Regions from separate parts of the Capra hircus genome. Here region 2 is linked to region 1. A link is a contact called in public Hi-C data. All regions are on one chromosome and are shown on one strand. The core of a region is the stretch at or near the end of the contact, and the rest is flanking DNA. Distances in the headings are between cores, read along the strand shown.

What was found. Hi-C and Micro-C count contacts between places; a contact is called where the count stands out from the background.
Region 2: a Hi-C map of blood shows a contact between it and region 1, with 6 times the contacts expected there. The contact joins two enhancer-like sites. A contact is called at or near these places in 3 of 5 Hi-C or Micro-C datasets (all in blood).

What each region holds. Positions count from the first base shown.
Region 1 is chr8:99,216,026-99,220,584 of ARS1.2, forward strand. The region is part of intron 3 of AKAP2 (A-kinase anchor protein 2); the gene reads left to right. Among named protein-coding and RNA genes, the nearest start is that of AKAP2, 110 kb to the left of the region's middle. Within about 2 kb of position 2,751, at least 2 of the 5 cell types and tissues checked have an H3K27ac peak or open chromatin away from gene starts, as enhancers often do.
Region 2 is chr8:99,457,396-99,461,954 of ARS1.2, forward strand. All of the region lies in intron 9 of AKAP2 (A-kinase anchor protein 2), which reads left to right. Among named protein-coding and RNA genes, the nearest start is that of C8H9orf152, 46 kb to the right of the region's middle. Within about 2 kb of position 2,351, at least 2 of the 5 cell types and tissues checked have an H3K27ac peak or open chromatin away from gene starts, as enhancers often do.

The DNA of each region.
Region 1 (4,559 bases), core at 1,501-4,000:
AAAAGTCAATCTAGAAAGTAAAAATAAGGAATCTTAATTAAAAACAAGATGCTACTCATGAAGATTCTAGGAATGCATAGCTGACTTTGGAATAGCCATTCACTGTAAAACATTCTCCCCATCCTCAGGCAGACCCCACTGACTTCATACCCCACCTTCACTAACTGTCCTCTCTCTCCTCCCCTTCAGCCCCATGCTTCTTGGAGCATTGACCATGCCCAGCATCTCCACCTCCTCATCTCCCATTTGCTCTCCTGTGTGTCCTCTAACCCTGCACTTGCCACATCTGCAGTGGCTAAGTGCAAGGGGGAGTGTTTAATCTTCGCCTTAGTTGACTATTAAATGTCAGATGAGACTCCTGAATGCTCCCTATTTCTTGAACCATCTTCCCTCCTTGGCTTATTAGGTATGACAATACCTTTGATTTCCTGTCCTCTCTTCCTGTGTCCATCCTTCAGATGTTGGTTCTTTGAGATTCTTATCTGGGTGCTCATCTTCTCTTATTCTGTATAAGCAGTATCATCTGTTCGCATGACTTCTGATATACAAATATTCTTTAATCTCAGTTTTTTCTCCAGAGTTGTGCATTTGGCCAACCTTCTCCTAGACATCTCCATTTGGATATCACCTAGACACCTAAACCTCAACATGTCAGAAATTGAGCTGATTACTTTCTCTAATTTGCTTCCTGTCTTTTGTTCTTAATTTTATTGCACAGTAGCACTGTGTACCCAGATGCCCAAGTCTAAGCCCAAGGAATCATCCTCGATTTCTCTCTCTTCTCAACCCCATATCAAGTCATTAATTTTATATTGCAGTCATTTCTAGAGTCTTTCCACTCTCTTCCATCTCCATTGCCATGACACTAGTCCAGACCATCATTACCTTTCCTGAGGATTGCTTCCACAGCCTCTTACCCAATCTCCCTCTCACTAGTATTGTAGCCTTCTAACCCAAACTATCCAGCCACCAAAAGTAGCTTTCAGAGTTTCTGTGATGTCCCTCTCCAGCTTAAAAACCTTCCCCCATTCCCTTTGGACTGGAAGACAAAGTCCAAGCTACTTCATATTTGTTATATGACCTCTGCTTACTTCCCAGCCTTGCATCATCATTGCTTCCTTCTTCTCCAATCACCGGCCAGCCCCTCCAGTCACTCTCTGCAATTTCCTGCAGAGACCATGCTCCCTCTGGGTCAGGTTCTCTCTCCACGCCAAGTTCTTCTTCTTCCAGGAACACTCTTCAGCTACTCTTCACTTGGCTAATTCCTACCAATTCTTCAGGCCTGAGTTAAAATACTTACTTTCACTAAGCCCTGAACACTGGTTTGATGTCCACCAGAAGCATTGCTAGCCTACAACTTACTGTATTATAAGACATATGAAGCCATTTTCTCTCTCTCCCTTCCTCCAGCCTCAGCTTCCTGCAAGCTAAGAGAGTGTTCACTTTTGTATTGCCAGATCCTAGCACACTGCTCGGCACAAAGGGCTTTCATATACATTTACTGGAAGGAGGAAGAACAGAATGAAACAAGACAGGTGGCACACCAATGGTTGCCCTAAGTTTAAACGTTTGTGAAATTTCTCTCTGATGAGCATTTTCTATTGAGTTTGGTGCTTTTGTCTCCATTACTTTGGTTGACAGTTCATTATGACATGAAGTAAAGGAAGGAGATTATTTTCTTGGCCTGGCTTTTATTTATCTAGAAGTGTGGACAAGTACTGTCCTGAGCAAATGGCCATGCTTATTACTCATTGCTCTGAAGGGTTGGCATAATATTCATTTGGAACTATATTATCAAATAGATGCTCACTGAGAGTCATACATAGCAGTGGGCAAGATGTTGGAATTATACAAAACAGGCCATACTCTTCTCCTCTGCTCTTAGGATCTAACAGTCTAGGCATCCCATGGGTGGAATATACATATGACAGCTGCTGGGAGATGTCATACTTGTTATCTAGCGAGTAGAAGTTCAGAGAAAGGAATCATCATTGAGGGCCTTATAACTGGGGCTTTTACCCTGGTGGGATATGGATGAGATCAATCTTTCTAACATGGGTTCATTAATTCAGTAAAGATTTATCAAAATGCTTATGATAGAGGCCAAGCAACTAGGTTAGAGATAGCAAAATGGTATAGTCGCTGCCCTCAAGAGACCTATAGTCCACTCAATTATAATGGAAGACCGCTCTTCAAGGTTCTTTAACTGTGAGTCTTCAGAGATCTCCTGAACCTTCTACACTTTTGTTTCTGTTGCTCATGATTCCCATCATTTGATCTTAGGAGGTCCCCTTCCAAGAAGTACTTCTTACCACCAAGAGAGTTAACCTTGGCTTCAGACAGCACAGCATGGTCCCAACTCAGAACTTTCAATACCTGAATCTTTTAAATAAGTGCTGTTTCCACTTCTAAAAAGTAAAAAATAACCACGTTTAATGTGCCTCAAGTCATTGGAAGGAAATTCCAGCCTTGTAGGAAATGAATTATGAAGGCTGTGTTGGGACATGAGCTGAATGACTGTCACTCAGAGGGGGCAAGTACACATGGATAGCATCCCATGTAGCCAGACAGGGAAGTGGGGGCCCTTCCTTGACCTCAGTAAGGCCTTGACCCCTTGTAGCCCCATGTTGGACCCCAGATCTGGAGCTGGACTTGGTTTACTGGATGATGCAACCACGAGGACACCGGCCATGTGGGTGTTGGAACGGAGCTTCACTGGCAATGTCAGCTGGTTGTCAGGGACGCTCCATGCTGACCAAGCTCACTTGGCTTGTCACAGCTCAGCCACCTGTTGTAAACAGCTGGGGAGGCCTGGCTCCACTCGGAGGTTGTTACTATCTCTAGCGTGTTGTGTCTGCCTGGAGTGGGGAGGGGAGTGTGGACACAGCTAGGACAGGAACCAGCCCACTGCTGTTCTCATGGAGTCACCCTCTTTATCAGGAGTGGTGGTCCAGGCGTGGCTAGCATGAGGTCTTCCTTCTGCACGGGATCTGCCATCTCTTTGAAGACAAGATAACCACAGGCCTTACTATAGAAGCAGCTCTGGAGAAAAGACTAGAATAACAGGTTGGAACCAGGTCCTAGAGGGCTTTGAATACTGACCCTTTTGAATTTATCCTTGAGCCCATGGAGCATGATGAATTGTTTCAGAGCAGGGGAGTTGTAATAAACCCAGAGTGAAACTGGGACACTGGTTCACTGCTGCAGTTAGGGAAATAGGGAGACAGAGAAGTCAAGGGTAGACTGGGAACCAGCTGGGCAGGTGACTAGTTTATGTTGAATTGGTAAGATTGAGGAAGACAACCTACCAACAGAAGATGGACCAGGGCACCAGAAGGTGGATAAAACAGGTCCAGCCCCGGTGGGTCCAGGGTAATTTGAAGGGGAGATGGAATCAGCATCCTAGGAAAAAGCTATTTAATTAGAAATATAAAGAGAGATTAGAAGAGAATAGTGTAGTAGGAAAATTAGTGGAGAAAAAGATGCTGAATAACTTGGTTTAGGTGGAATACCAATAAAACTCCAGGACAAGGAATTTGCACCATCTACGTAGGCCACCGGCGCCCACTTGAATAGCGGAGGGTGCCCCGCCTTGGGCTCCCTCTTGCGTGGGTCTTAGAAGCCAGGGCAAGTAAGTAGATATGGTGAGCATCCACGCTCCAGATGGGAATTCAGCCAGAAGGGGAAAGAAAGAACGACATGGGGGAATCAGTCTTTCCAGAAACTGATCCATTTTCTTTATTTTCAGGTTTGCTTATATATTTTTTGTTATATATAGGGATGAATACAGAGTCACACAGGGTCAGCAGACCTGACCCTTGTCAAAATCAGGTGCTTCATATAAAAGTATACAAAGGTCTTAGGGGTTTTACATGATCTTCTGGCCATGAGGCCTGCTTACATTTTATGGCCCTTTCTGATAACGGTCAGTCAACCAGAAAACTTATTTTTTCCAGGGGTGATTTTTTTCTTAAACTAGGCGCCACCCTCCAAAGGCACCAGATAAAGTTGCATTCCTATAGGGTGAGAGTGCAGGGGGTTATAATCAAGAAAAGGAATTTACTTAGCCTAAGGTTTAACATGGTTAATATCAAAGGTTAATACTTATTTCTCCCATATGCTAGTTATATTCATTATAAGGGCTGGGAATATGGAGATTTAGCAGCAAATATTGCCTCAACAAATGAAAAACCCTTCACCAATATAATTTCTAGTGAACCCACTATACTATACTAATAATTTTCTAACTTCTCAAAAGAATCTGAATTTAGAAAGTTTACAGCATCTCGTGCCTCTCACGGCTGGGAGGCTATAAACAATCACATGTGGCCGGACTAACCTGCTCAGGCAGGCTAGAGAACCTTCAGAGGAGTTTGTAAGTTGAAACACTTTTGTCACGCCCAGGAATTTTTTATTAACTTGGAACTGTAAGTTAACTCCTTCTCCGAAAGAGGTGGTGGGGTCAGCCCCTCGTAAAGTCAGAGGTGTAGGTGAGAGCATAAAACAGTAAAGTAGGCAGACTCTGGTTTTGGGGGTAGATGCTCGGGAACAGGGGGTCT
Region 2 (4,559 bases), core at 1,101-3,600, 240 kb after region 1:
GGGCTGTGTTTCTTCTAGAGGCTCTTAGGGAGGATCATTTCCCTCCCTTTTCCAGTTCTGCAGGCTGCTTGCATTCCTTGGCTTGTGATCTCTTCCTTCATCTTCAAAGCCAATCGCATAGCACCTCCAGATCTCGCTCTCTGATCCTCCTCCATCTCTTTTATGAGGACCCTTGTGATTAACTTTCACCAAACTGGATAATCAGTAATAGTCTTCCCATCTCAAAGCCCTTAACTTAATCACACCTTCAAAGTCCTTTTGCCATGTAAAGTAATATATTCACAAGTTTGGGAAATCAGGGCTTGGATATGCTTGTGGAAGCCTTTATTCTGCCCACCACAGACTGTTCATCTTACCCTGGTTTAGTTTTTACTATGTGTCACGTGTGCACTTTTTTTTTAACTTTTACACAGCTAAAAAGTAGTGAGCTAGGATTTAAACCAGGCACTCCAGCTCTAGAGCCTGCACACTTGAACCCCTGCAGTATTTCTGCTTTTGTAATCCGATTTTTGTCTTAATGTATTTTGAGTATCTTTCCATGACTGTAACTATTCCTTTAAATTTGAGAGACTAAAACATGATTTATTATGGCTAAATAATAACACCAACATCTGGATAAGCCATAACTAAGTTAATCCTTGTCCCACAGTCAGATGCTTTTGTTGTTCCACATATGTAATTATAAACAAACAAACAGTAATAAAAGTTCTTATACATAAGCTTTGTCCCCATACTTAATTATTAGCTGAACTTGTGCCTACAATTGGTGGTTAATGGTTAACTAGTATAGAATGGTAATTTCCCAGACTGTTTTCCTTGAGATGTTAATAGGGATTCTGTGAAATGAGATTCTCTAATTAAATAAATTTGAGAAGTGCTGTACACCCATCCTTAAACTAGAGATTCACAATCATATTAGCACTAAAACTTCAGAGAAGTCCTCTGGTAAAGAAAATCTATCTTGTTTTATCTTTAAAACTTTCTTTAGTATGTTTCGAATTTATTTGACCAATGACTTTTTGAATGTTTGCAGCATTGAGTACTGTCTTACAAAGCTAAGGTAATGGGACATGATTTTAGAAACACAGCTTTGGCATCATCCTGCCAAGGGAAGCTGCTTATCCTCAAAAACCTTTAAATGCTTAAATCTAAAATCACTCTAGATGGAATAGTTTGGACAAAATCATGTGTATGACGTAAACTTGAGAACATTTTCTACCCTCCACTCCGAATTGCAATCTAGCTTTGTTCTTTTGGTTCCTTTGTCAGTCGTAAAACTCATATTACCCCTGCTCTGTAAATGTCAGGTACCAGCTCTTGGTCAAGACCAACACAGGTCTGCCCTGAGGTCTACATGACGTCCCAGGGATGCTCACTGGGCTCCTTTAAGAGCAATGTTTTGTAGAGTATTCTGCCCAGGTAAGAAACTAGATAGCAGAGTGTTTATCGTTGAAATAGAGGACACTTCCAGCTCCTGTCAGCTGTTCAGTCCTTCTTCAGTTGAACAGACTGCGAACAAGTTTCGGTGAGACAAGTGGAGATGGAGCCTGAGGGTAGTGGCATCTGGGTACATGCCAGCACACACCAGAGATAACCATCACTGTTTGAAGATCCTGATGAATTGTGTCCCAAGGGCCAAGGAATTTCAAGAGGCCTTCCAGGGCTGTAGACCAGGATGAGAGACTTCTCAGGCCTGTACCACAAATTACTTGCATCACTTGCTACTTGTTGTGTCATGAGGCCCAAACGGTGGTGTCTGCAGTGTCTTCTACTGGGGGATGAGCATGAGACATTTTTCACGATCCTGATCAAAGGGAAAAAGGGCCTTCCCTGGTAGCTCAGTGGTTAAGAATCTCCTGCCAGTGCAGGAGACACGGGTTCGATCCCTGGTCTGGGAAGATCCCCTGAAGGAAATGGTAACCCATTGTAGTATTGTTGTCTGGAGAACCCTGTGAACAGAGGAGCCTGGTTTACTACAGTCCATGGGGTCCCAAAGCTTCGGACATGACTTAGCAACTGAACAACAACAAATCAAGGGGAAAACTTGGTTGAGCTGCAAACTAGGTTTTTGATGACCTGTGTGATTCCTAAGATGGTGTGAGAATTCCAGGCTTAGTTGGAACCATATTGGAGGCAGGGTGGTTGGAGACCACAGCAGAGAAGCCCCACCAAGTTGACTTCCCCCGATATCAACCAGACCAGAGGTCTGGGGGTTGGGTGCAGTGTCTCCTGACCTGTGACTGCTTCTCCTGAGGCTCAGACGTGAGCTTGGTTATCTGAAACCTGTTGTCTCCCAGATGTCCCAGCCACCTTCTCTGGAAGCCGCCACTGCAGACCTGCTAAGGCAGTCTTTGGTTCCTGTTAGCCATGTGACCTCTAGTGGTTGTAACCGGTAAAACTGGCTTCAGGGATGGATTTGCTGGAATACTAAGAAATAAACTGGAGAAGGAAGTGGCACCCCACTCCAGTACTCTTGCCTGGAAAGTCCCATGGACAGAGGAGCAGGAAATGGCTTTAATGTTTAATAGCCGACCACTTCTCTGTAGTAACTTTTCACCTCTGTTATTCTCTTTCAGCACACACCCAATTATATAATTTAGCAACAATCGACACAATTTGGGTTCCAGACCTAACCTTGACTGTTGCTAGCCAATATAATTTGGACTGATGTTAAGCATCTGAGCCTCCAGGGTCTAAACTGTTCAGAGATGTCATGACAGCCACCCTGATTACTACATCCTGGGGTTGTTTTAAGGATCAAATGACATGAAGAAACCTATCATTGAAATGCTGTATAAATGTGTTTGTTGTTACTCCAAAGCTGTTGGTGTCTGTGGTTCTGTAGACCACAATTGTTTTATTTCATGTGCTTTGGTGAAGACATTTAAGCTCTTTGCTCAGATTCTGTACTGGGAATTCTGTCCCAGTCCACAAGTTATTTAATTAGTGGCCGCTATGTGTGTTTCACAGTGGACTTGCTGGTTCATTCAAGAGCCATGAACTCCTGCCTCTGCCAGATGCCGCAGTTGGTGCTGGGATCTGGCAGAGACCAGGGCAGACAAGGTCCTGCTCTAGTTGAGTGTATGTTCAGATGAGTCAGGGGGATTCTTAGCCCCCGACTGAAATGGTTCCTATCTTCAGGTGACTTTAGAGCGTAACTGAGAAGGAAAGCTTAAACAACCAGATGTGACGCTAGTCAGTGTGTGAAAAAGGCTTTCACAGAAGTATAAACAAAGTGTTCTGAGTCAGGGGTCCTATCGTGTATGTATGGAGGGTGAAGTGTGAGGCAGTGAATACAGACTGTCTTTCTAGGAGTTTAGTACTGGAGGAATGTCTAGTAGATGATTGGGACCTCTTGAGAGGTCAGTTGGAAAGTAACCAACCTGATCTTTTCGTATACTGTTTCTAGTTTTAAAAGAGTTGCAAAATTTTTATGCAGAATTTCCTAGGAAATTGCTCATTCTTACTCCATAGACATAATTATTATTTAAGATTCCAAATAAATAACAACTAGACTCATTGGATGCTTACTGTTCCAAAGATTAACTTTATAAATATTAATTTGCTTCTTTTACCAACTGTATGAGGTAGGTACTTCTACCAACATGCCAGTTTTATAGATTAGGAAACTGAGATAGAAAAACTTCAAAAAAAACCAAACAAGTAACTTGCCCAAGGGTATTTTGCTGCTAAGTAATGAACTCAAACCCAAGCACACTGGCTCTAGAACTGCGTGCTGGCCACTGGGCTGTATTATTTCTCAAAGCTTCATTCTAAAAGTTAATCAAAATTTTTAGAAATACATACTAAGTATTCCAGAATTATATTGCCTGAGGTCTGAGATTGCTTCAGATATTTTCATACAGAGGGGTGCGAGGAAGGCAGGAAGGTAGCATAGATGAAACGGGAGTGGTAAAATCTTGATAAATGTTAATATAGTTGATAAGTCCATTGGCATCATGATAGTATTCCCTGATTTTCATAATGAAAAGTAGAAACCGTTTCCAGAGGATTTCAAGACCTTCAAATATTTGTACCCTTACTGTTAATAGCAAAAGACTTTTTACCAATGATCTGGGTAATTGAGATCAAAGCAGTGAGTTTCATTAAGTTACTAACGTAATGGTGCCCATGTAGTAAAAATCATTTCCTACATAATTGCCAAATGGGCTGGTCATATACTTTTTTTTAAACCGGTAAAGGTTGATCTTCTTGCCAAATAAATTTGATAGAATAGCAAAACGTTTGCGTTCGAGTGGACTTCCAAGAAGGACTTCCAAGACAGCGTCTCCCTGTATTCTCATTTCCTTGCTAGGGAAGTTGAAACTTGGAGAACCTAAGTGATCAGTCCAAGGTTAAAGTGGGAATATAACATGGTTGTCCACAGCCAACCTCATGGCTGGCTCATGGGAGAGCAGAAATTAAAACCCAAGCTTCTTGAACTCTGAGGGGCTTCCCGCCTCCCATCAAAGGAGCTCTGCCTGGTAAAGTCTTATAGCCACCCACATGGAGACACAGACCCCAGGCTTCACTTGTGATTCCGGCTGGCTACATCAGAC